2 separate regions of the Sus scrofa genome follow, and region 1 is linked to region 2. Evidence: chromatin contacts called from public HiChIP or PLAC-seq data. All regions are on one chromosome and are shown on one strand. Each heading gives the region's core, a stretch centred on a gene start, on an enhancer-like site or on the middle of the called end of the contact. The rest is flanking DNA. Distances are from core to core; before and after follow the strand shown.

What was found. HiChIP or PLAC-seq counts read pairs in DNA pulled down with a chosen protein or histone mark.
Region 1: an H3K27ac HiChIP or PLAC-seq map of alveolar macrophages shows a contact between it and region 2. The contact joins two enhancer-like sites. A contact is called at or near these places in 1 of 5 promoter capture datasets (liver), 1 of 47 Hi-C or Micro-C datasets (embryonic fibroblasts) and 1 of 2 datasets of contacts at active chromatin or transcription factors (alveolar macrophages).

The regions. Positions count from the first base shown.
Region 1 is chr15:7,907,992-7,912,377 of Sscrofa11.1, reverse strand. All of the region lies in intron 7 of GTDC1 (glycosyltransferase-like domain-containing protein 1), which reads right to left. Among named protein-coding and RNA genes, the nearest start is that of GTDC1, 180 kb to the right of the region's middle. Within about 2 kb of position 2,182, at least 4 of the 83 cell types and tissues checked have an H3K27ac peak or open chromatin away from gene starts, as enhancers often do. A contact at or near this core is called in alveolar macrophages, where this site is marked.
Region 2 is chr15:7,695,324-7,699,834 of Sscrofa11.1, reverse strand. It overlaps a transcript of GTDC1 not described here. Among named protein-coding and RNA genes, the nearest start is that of GTDC1, 32 kb to the left of the region's middle. Within about 2 kb of position 3,039, at least 3 of the 83 cell types and tissues checked have an H3K27ac peak or open chromatin away from gene starts, as enhancers often do. A contact at or near this core is called in alveolar macrophages, where this site is marked.

The sequences.
Region 1 (4,386 bases), core at 933-3,432, 210 kb before region 2:
AGTCATGCTGCAATTGTGCATCATTCTTTCTCAATTAAAATTTTCCGTACATCCTTTATGATGTCATTCTTACACTCCTGTAACAGATGCTTGTTTATATACCAATTTACCTAACTGCTGCTGTACTGGTATTACACTATTGTAGATGTAACCTCTCTGTCTACTTTACATTCCCAGATCTCCTCTCAATAAATGTGTATTTTCAAAATAATTTGCCTCTTTAACAGCCATCTCTAATTACCAAACAATCCTTTCTACTGAAAAAAGCAAAAACAAAATGTCTCTATATTTTTAGAGTGTACAATTAAATACGCATTTCTGGGAAGAAGGATATTCTTAAAATTTTACAAAAGTGGTGGTTCCATGAATAAGTTCATACACAACTTTAAAATATATTTTAGAAGGTACAGTTCTAAAGCCAAATTATTAATTCGGCCCTCTGAGAAGCTAGCGAGAAATCTCACAGACTAGTTGTATACCATAGCTGTTTATTTATGGGAGCACGAGCAATACATAATATCAGGCCCATTTTTAAAGCAACTCTGTAACAATATTAATCAAGCCATATGTATAATCTATCAGCATTGTTATCGTGTTTCAGAATAGAACATCTTATCATAATTATATATATATCATTATATATAAAAATTATAACCATCATATCATAATTATATATATTATATTGTTGTGTAATTATATATATATTTATATATATATAGTTATCATGTTTCAGAATAGAACCAGGTTTCAGAATAGAACCATCAAAGCCTCCAATGGATTGAAATTTAGCTCATTGAACTAAAGAGATCTACCCATTTGGAAAAAAAGAATATGAAAATATATATGAATATATATATATTTCAGATCTGTGGGTGAACACAGACTGAAAAACTACTTTTTGCACATTACCAGTACTTAATTTGAGTTAAGTGATGCTGTGATTCTGTTAAAGGAAGCTTATCATCTTAAAAACATTTATCTCTGAATATATATGTGTGAAATTCTGGCACTGAAACTTTCATAAGGATCTTGAAGGAAAATTGTCACACTGGATCAAACACCAAGCGGTAGCACCTCTTTTTCAAAAATCATTTTAAGTTACCACTAAAAAATATTTTTGTCCCACATGTAAACAAATTTCTTCTAATTTTACAGCCTCATATTTATCAGGGGGTTGCCTGTCATTAGCAAATTTTGCACCATCAAGTTACTGAAGTTACAAAATATGCCACTTTAAAGGAAAAAGTATCTTTACCGCATAACGTTCAACTGATTACCCTTGCCATTTATGTTGAACACTTGGTTAGCCCCCTTCTCTGATATAAGTCAGGCTTTTTAAAAGCAGCAGGGGGAAGTTTCATTTCTTCTCACTTCTTCCCTCCCACAGAAGGGCACTAGAAGGAAAGCTGTGAGTTTTCTACAACAAGAAGTCCTAAGACTCAAGGTAAGGCAAGAAAGATAAAACCGAGATGAATACATCACTACGTATTTGTAACCATACCTCTGGTTCCCATTACAAACCATCGTTTTAGTTGTAAAAAACATTTTTTTTATTCCAAACGCAATAGTTTGCATCTATTAACCCTGAGATCCTGCTGTGTAGCACTGAGAACTATGTCTAGTCACTTATGATGGAGCATGAGAATGGGAGAAAAAAGAATGTATACATGTATGTGTAATTGGGTCACCACGCTGTACAGTAGAAAAAAAATTGTATTGGGGAAATAACAATTAAAAATTTTTTTTAAAAATCCATTTTTAAACTTTACTATTTCAACTACCAAAGAGCAAAATCTAAAAATATAAGCAAGGAAGCAAAACTTTTCCCAATACACAGTGCTGTTGTAATTGCCTATCTATGGATTTTTGTGAAAGAGGAAAAGTTATTTGACTTGAAGAATATCCAAAAAGTCCAAAGAAGTTCTGAAAAAGGCAGCATCTTGCTTTACTACAGAAGCAGTGGTTGGGACATCAGAACGCTGGGGACATCAGATAGTAAGTAGCACTGGAGGAAATCTTCAGGGGGAGAGGACAGAAGAGCATGGGGCGTTCCTACATAGCAAGGAAGCACGCAGGCCTCCCCCTCCTTCCCCACATACTAAAACAGGAAGGAGAGGGCAAGAAGGCAGAGGAGGAAGAGAAAGGGAAGTGGGGTGAGTAGGAAAGGGGAAAGGAAGGGAGAGCAGAGCTGTGGAGAGCATAGCTGAGAAGAGGGAAAAGAAAGCTCCTTACTGGAGTCTGAGCTTGTCACACAGATCCATACCCTCACCAAACAATCTGTCTGAAAGCAGCCTGGGCTGCTGTGGAACTTTAGTCCTGACTGGGGACTCAGGGGTGCAGAGAAAGCCTGTCACTATTCGTGTATGGGTATCAGGTTAATGTACTTTAAGGGTTCTTCGAAGGCAGATTTTTAAAACACAACAAAAAGCCTCTTTGGCTACTATCATATTTCTTTACGGAAGGAGACTTACTGAAAGAAAAAGAGAGAAAGAAAAAGGAAAAAAAAAAGAGCAGACATATAAGAGAGCTCAGTATTGATGTGGGTGCATTTTAAGAATGCTAAAGGAACATAAACAGCTAGGTAATCTGGCCCAAGTGCAACATTTGACTACCAAAATCTGATGTCATGTAAAGAAAGATGGTAAATCAAAAACAATACTAACACTGCCATTGAATAAATCAGTAAATATTTGCCCTAAAGAATTTTATTACAAAATAAAATACTTGGGTGGGGTGTACTGCTTTGTCAAGTACAAATGGGAAGATGTGTAATTCCACTTGTGCCCTTCCTCTGCCTCTACAATGTTCTTAGTTACAAGGTGCTAGGAAACAGATGTACAAGAAAGACGTACAAGAAAGTATGATTATAGATCTATATACCATATGCCTAGAAGTGATTTTATATAAGCCCATCTCATATTATTGATGAAGAAAGAAACTGAGGCTCAGATAAACTGACATGCCCAGGACACTGCACAGGAAGTGGCAGAGTTGGGAACCAAGCCCATGTTTTCTGGCTCCCATTCACAAGCTCTGTAGATTTTTACCACCCAGCCTTCAGCTGCAAAACATTTTCATCTGAATCTTATGTGGTATTCTTCATCCCTGAAGGGTTGTCATTAGTTAAAAGGAATTAAGGAGTTCCCAGGTGGTGCCGCAGGTTAAGGATTCAGCACTGTCACTGCTGTGCCTCAGGCCACTGCTATAGTGAGGGTTCCATCCCTGTCCCTGGAATTTCCACATGCCATGGGTGCAGCCAGAAGATTAAAGGAAAAAAAAGGATTATATCACACACACACGCTACGAAAACACTCATATTCCTTAGACTGGAGATAGCTAAATTTACCTTTCGTTTTTACAGATTTTCGAAGCATGGATTATCACAGAAACCAGGAGTCCTAACTTGCCCTCTCTAAAGGGGCCAGTGGTTGCCTTACAAAGGAGGCACTAGATAGAAACAAGTGCAGAATATTGCCTAAGGCTTGGGTTTACAAACTAAATTACAAGAATGGCAATACCTGTCCCCATATACCCAACAAAGAATGTGGTTTAGAAACATGAACTGGAAGTCCTCAGCCAGAAAAGGACACACAGTTTCCAAATGCATCTCTTAGAGTACTTTTCACTGGTGTCTTGAGCTACAATGCAAGAAATCCAACTATCCTGAGGAAACCATGCAAGAGAAGCCTTCTGGACAACAGACTCAACTGAGTCCAGACTTCCACCATTGTGGCTGAGGGACCAGCTATGTGAGGGGAGCCTCCTGGACCCTCAAGACCTGCTGTTCACCAGCTGAGGACCACTGAGGCAACACAATCAATGCCAGAAAGAGCAAAAGGGTCATTCAGACAAATCCTGCTCAAAGTCCTGACTCACAGAATCCCTGAGGTCTAATAAAAAAGTTATTGAAAGACATTAAGTTTGGGGGTAGCTTGTTATGCAGCAGTATATAACCAGAACTGGGCTTTATTTCTCTCAACTGTAAAATTCGGGAAGCGTTACCGAGTATTGTTGTGAGGATTAAATGAGATGGCGTGCAGTGTCCATGTGATTTGTAAGAGAGTTACCAACACCATCATCCTAACAATGACAACCATAAAAGTTCTTCCCAACATTGAAAACACTGTACCTACCCAGATGGGCCTCTGAAGATGAAAGTCCTGCTTCTGGGCCTACCACCGGGGAGCTATGTACCATTGGTAAGTCAAAGAACCTTCACTCATCCGTCTTCCCCTCGCCCCCTCCAACCCCTGTAAGAGTTAGGCAAAGATGGTAAAATGAGGCTAGTATAAAGAACAGGCTTTATGTGGTCTTTCAAACATTTAAAACACAAACTCCCAGGTATATCCTTTAATTCCACACAGAAATATAATCTCTTCCTTTAAT
Region 2 (4,511 bases), core at 1,790-4,289:
TTCATTCCAGATTCAAGAGTTTAAGGCATTCAAATGCTACAACACACCTGTCTCTGTTACAGGCATTGCCTCAGTGAAAAAATAGCTTAAAAACCATGAAATGAAATCAATTCCACATAACGCTATCGAATAACTCTGATCGCTAATCTGACTTGTAAATTAGCTGTGTGTAACTTCCACTGTTCAGCAACCTGCAGATCTTTTTCCTAGCGGAATGGGTGTATGTTAGCTGCACTTCACTCTGACCAAAAACATGCAATAGTAGCAGTGGCACACTGGCAAACTGAATAGTACAGACCTTAAATAAAGATTTCAAGGTAAGTCATAAGGAAATCTTTTTCTGTTTGTGGATGAGCTGTATGAACTATATAAAATGTAATCTGTTTTGTATCCTGGGCTGCTAGAGTTTTTGTTGAATGCTAGATGAAAAAAAATATTGGATATTCACGGAGGAAAAAAATGGGATTCAACTTTGAATCTACCCAACTCATTTCCCTGCACTGCTTTCAAATCCTCTGTAACCAGTATAAATAGATGTATACCAAAGCAGGGACTCTGATCAAATAAAATATTGATTTGGTTCAGAGAATATTCTGATGTTCCAGTTTTCCTTTGATTCAACAGTTCTAGAAAATACACAGGTTTATTTCCAGTTCACATCTGCTCATTAAATCATTTTAAATGATTTTAGTTAACAGATCTGGATATTAATTTATTAATAGCTCTTATTAATTTGTAGTTATAAATTTATTAACTGTTGTATGCACATTAACACTGTACAGTATGATTATCTACTCACTATCCAGTTCAAGATCCTACACAAAAGGATATTTTCCTAAAAAACTCTAGGTACAGTAGCCTTTCTGCAAATAGAAATATAATTTAAATACTCTAGGGAGGAGCAAAATTTCAAAAATCCCCCAAAGAAAAATCACAGTCCTTATATTAAACTTTTTAGGTAAACTATTTTAGGTTAAGCAGATATTTCTCTTTATAGCATTTCCCTTAGTGTCAGAAAGTTCAATACTAAAAGGTGTTAACTATATTAAGTCCCATAAATAGACAGGATCTCTAAAGTTTGATGACCAAAGCCAATTATCATACATCATTATGGGATGGTAATACATTATACATTCCCCAAGTAAAGATCAAATTTACTTCATCCACCCCTACTTCCACCCAAAAAAATCAGTTATTTAATCATGAAGTCCTTGGAATCATAGTAGGGCTTGATGCCATATTGGTGTCACACTCAGCCAGTTATCCAAAGAATATGCCAGCCTTCTTTTTCAACTTCTTTGTCTACTAGTGCATCACTGGACCCAGCAGGCAGTTCACCCAGACAGTCTATTTCAGTAACGGATTTTGGCTCTCTGTGCACAACAGATGAAAATCTTTACGAAGTATCCAGTCTGTCTTTTAGCTGAGAGATCTGAACCTGCTGCAGATGTCACATCTAAATTCTTGAACGGGTTTTTATCATCAGTGTCACCTATAAAACAAGAAGTGTCACCAACAGCATTGTCCTAAGAAACATCTATTTCATTAATGCTAATAAAATTTCTGCATCATAACTAATTGCCATTTATTTGCCTAAAAACAAAAGCAAACTAGAGCCTACGGTCCAAAATTCAGCCCACAGCCTGTTCTTGCATAGCCACAATCTAAAGACAGATTTTATATTTATTAATAGCTGAAAAAAAGTTTCTTTAAAAGACTAACAAGAGTTCCTGCTTTGGAATAGTGGGTTAGGAACCAGTGTTGTCTCTGCAGCAGCTCAGGTCACTGTGGAGGCACAGATTCAATCCCTGGTCCAGCACAGTGGGTTAAAAATCTGGCATTCACTCATCTGTGGCATAGGTTGAGTTGTGGCTTGAATTTGATCCCTGGCCTGGGAACTTCCGTATGTCATGGGTGCAGCCAAAAATAATAAAATAAAATAAAAAGAGTAATATTTTATGACAAGTGAAAATTATATGAAATTCAATTTTCAGTCTCCATAAAGTTTCATTGAAACATAACTGCTCATTCATTTATGTATTTTTCTATGGCTGTTTTCACACTACAATGACAGACTTAAGTAGGTGCAACAGAGACCATGCCACCCATAAAGGTTAAAATATTTACTATCTGGTGCTTTTTTTTTTTTTTTTTTTTTTTTTTTTTTGCTGCAACTGTGACATTTGGAAGTTCCCGGGCCAGATATCAAACCCGCATTACATTTGCAGCCTGCGCCACAGCTGCAGCAATGTTGGATCCCTAACCCACTGTACCACATAGGAACTTCCTTTAAAAATTGTTTAAAAAAAAAAAGTTTGCTCACCCTTGGCTTAGAGAGTATTTAGTGGTTAGGTTATATGATGCCAAGTGTCTGCTACATGAAGAACGTGGGTGTGACGACCTAGTTGTTCCCCTGCCATACTTTCATCAGTTGGTTTAACAAATATTTCTCAGGCAGGTGTGTCACTTCAGTGTAGACAGCTAACTATAGTCACTTTGCTTTCCACTTTAGCTCAGCCTTGCCTCAATCCAAAGGGTCAACAATGCTCTTGAGAAGGAAGAAAACAAGCTCAACCTCAAGTTAAATTCTAGTTCTCCAAAGCTGGTCTTCTCTGAGTCCCCAAGTTCTTCTGGTTCTGGATTTCTGCTTTATATCCACCATTCTCCATAACAGGCTTCCTGTGGGACACCTCTCTTAAAAGTCTATATTTCCTATTAGAGACCCTAGGGCAGCAGGATGAGTCACAGCACTCCTTGACTGAACTGTGCCAGCTGATTATCAGTTCTATGCCTGCCCTAACAATCACTCTACAACATGAATCTGTTTGGGGTCCCTGTGAATAGCTTGCATGTTCCACCACTCTCCTGGCTTCCACTACTCTTTCTGATCATAAATACCTCTGAAGTTCATCAACTGCCTTTTACATTAAAACCTTTGGCCTATAAATCCATAAGTTCAACCTCTGCAATTGCCTTCTATTTCTTGAGCTCAGTTCATGCAATAACCAAACAGAGGAGCACAACACAACAAAACTCTATAAATGGATTTCCCAACCTAGGACTAACCACTTCTTATTTTTTAGCAACTGCTGTAAAAGGGAATATATCACCCCCAAGCAGCATCCAAAACATCCCTTCTCCTTTTTCCCTCCACCATAACTGCTTCATCTGAGACTGTTGCCCCTTCTACCCACTTAGGTTATCCTAGGTGCCTAGGATACTGCACCTCCAGAACATTGCTTCACAATGTCTCTCTTGCTTCTAGTCAAGCTTTAACATTCATTTCTATTGTAAGCGGGAAAAGGGGGTTTCTTGCCACTGTTGCACTGCAATGGGGTAATATATCTGGCTAGACTTCTAAGAGTATAATTCAGAATATAATTCCCCACAGAAAGCTGTTAATAGTCCACAACAAGGCTATTCCTATACTATTAATGGCACTATAGAACCCATCTGTAATTCATATTATATTGTTGCAAAAATGACTAATTCACAAACTCACTCATAAGTTGTGGATTTTCTAGAAAATAGCTATGAAATGTCAGGAAGACTTTACAGTAGACAGATTAGCGTAGTATAAAGACTTCAGAGAAAATAGCAGTTTATTTTCAGCAAAATGAACTTCACTACAACCCTGAAGTAGCTTGCTATGGTGAACAGGTCTTAAAACTGCATGAATAGCTCACAACCAAAAGAGTGGTATCAATAATGAATACACTGACTGGAATGACCACTGACCACAATCTCAATTCTTCAAGGCAACCATATAAGTAGGTAGCGTCAATCTTAAATAAAAATGAAAATCTTTATAAAAACACCTTTGCCTGCATGGGAAATGACGGAGAACTCCTGTGACATACCCTTACAACCAGGAAAAGAAACTAAAGAGATGTTGTCCATATTCCAAAGAAATAGTCAAAAGATTAAAACTTGAGAACTTTATTCATCTTAAAGAAACAGTTCTCAAACTTCCTAGTATCAGGACTCCTTTGTGTTCTTAAAATTGAGGACTCTCAAGAGTTTTTGTCAATATGAGTTATAATTATCAATATTAACCACATTAGGAATTAATGAGAAAATTTTAAATATTGATTCACTTTATATTTTCATGACATTTAATACAGTAAATAATTTATGAAAAATTATTTCTTACACAAAAAAGCTTAGTGATAAAAATGATACCGTTCATAACTTTTGCAAATTTCGTTCATGTCTAACTTAACAGAAGACAGCTAGATTCTCTTATCTGCTTCTACACACAGCCCACTGTGATACACTGTTTTGACTGAACTATATTTTTAAAAAATAGCCCCAGACAAATATGTAGTGAGAAAAAAGGAAGTACACATTAATACTAATAACATATTCAGATAACTATGAATGTTCTTCTTTGTTACTACACCAAAACTTGACAAGTAGGAGTTCACAGGTTAGCTGTGATAACAAATCTAAAATCACAGAAGCTTTTGGTATTATTACTTGCTTTTTATTTTTTTGTTGTTGTTTTTTTT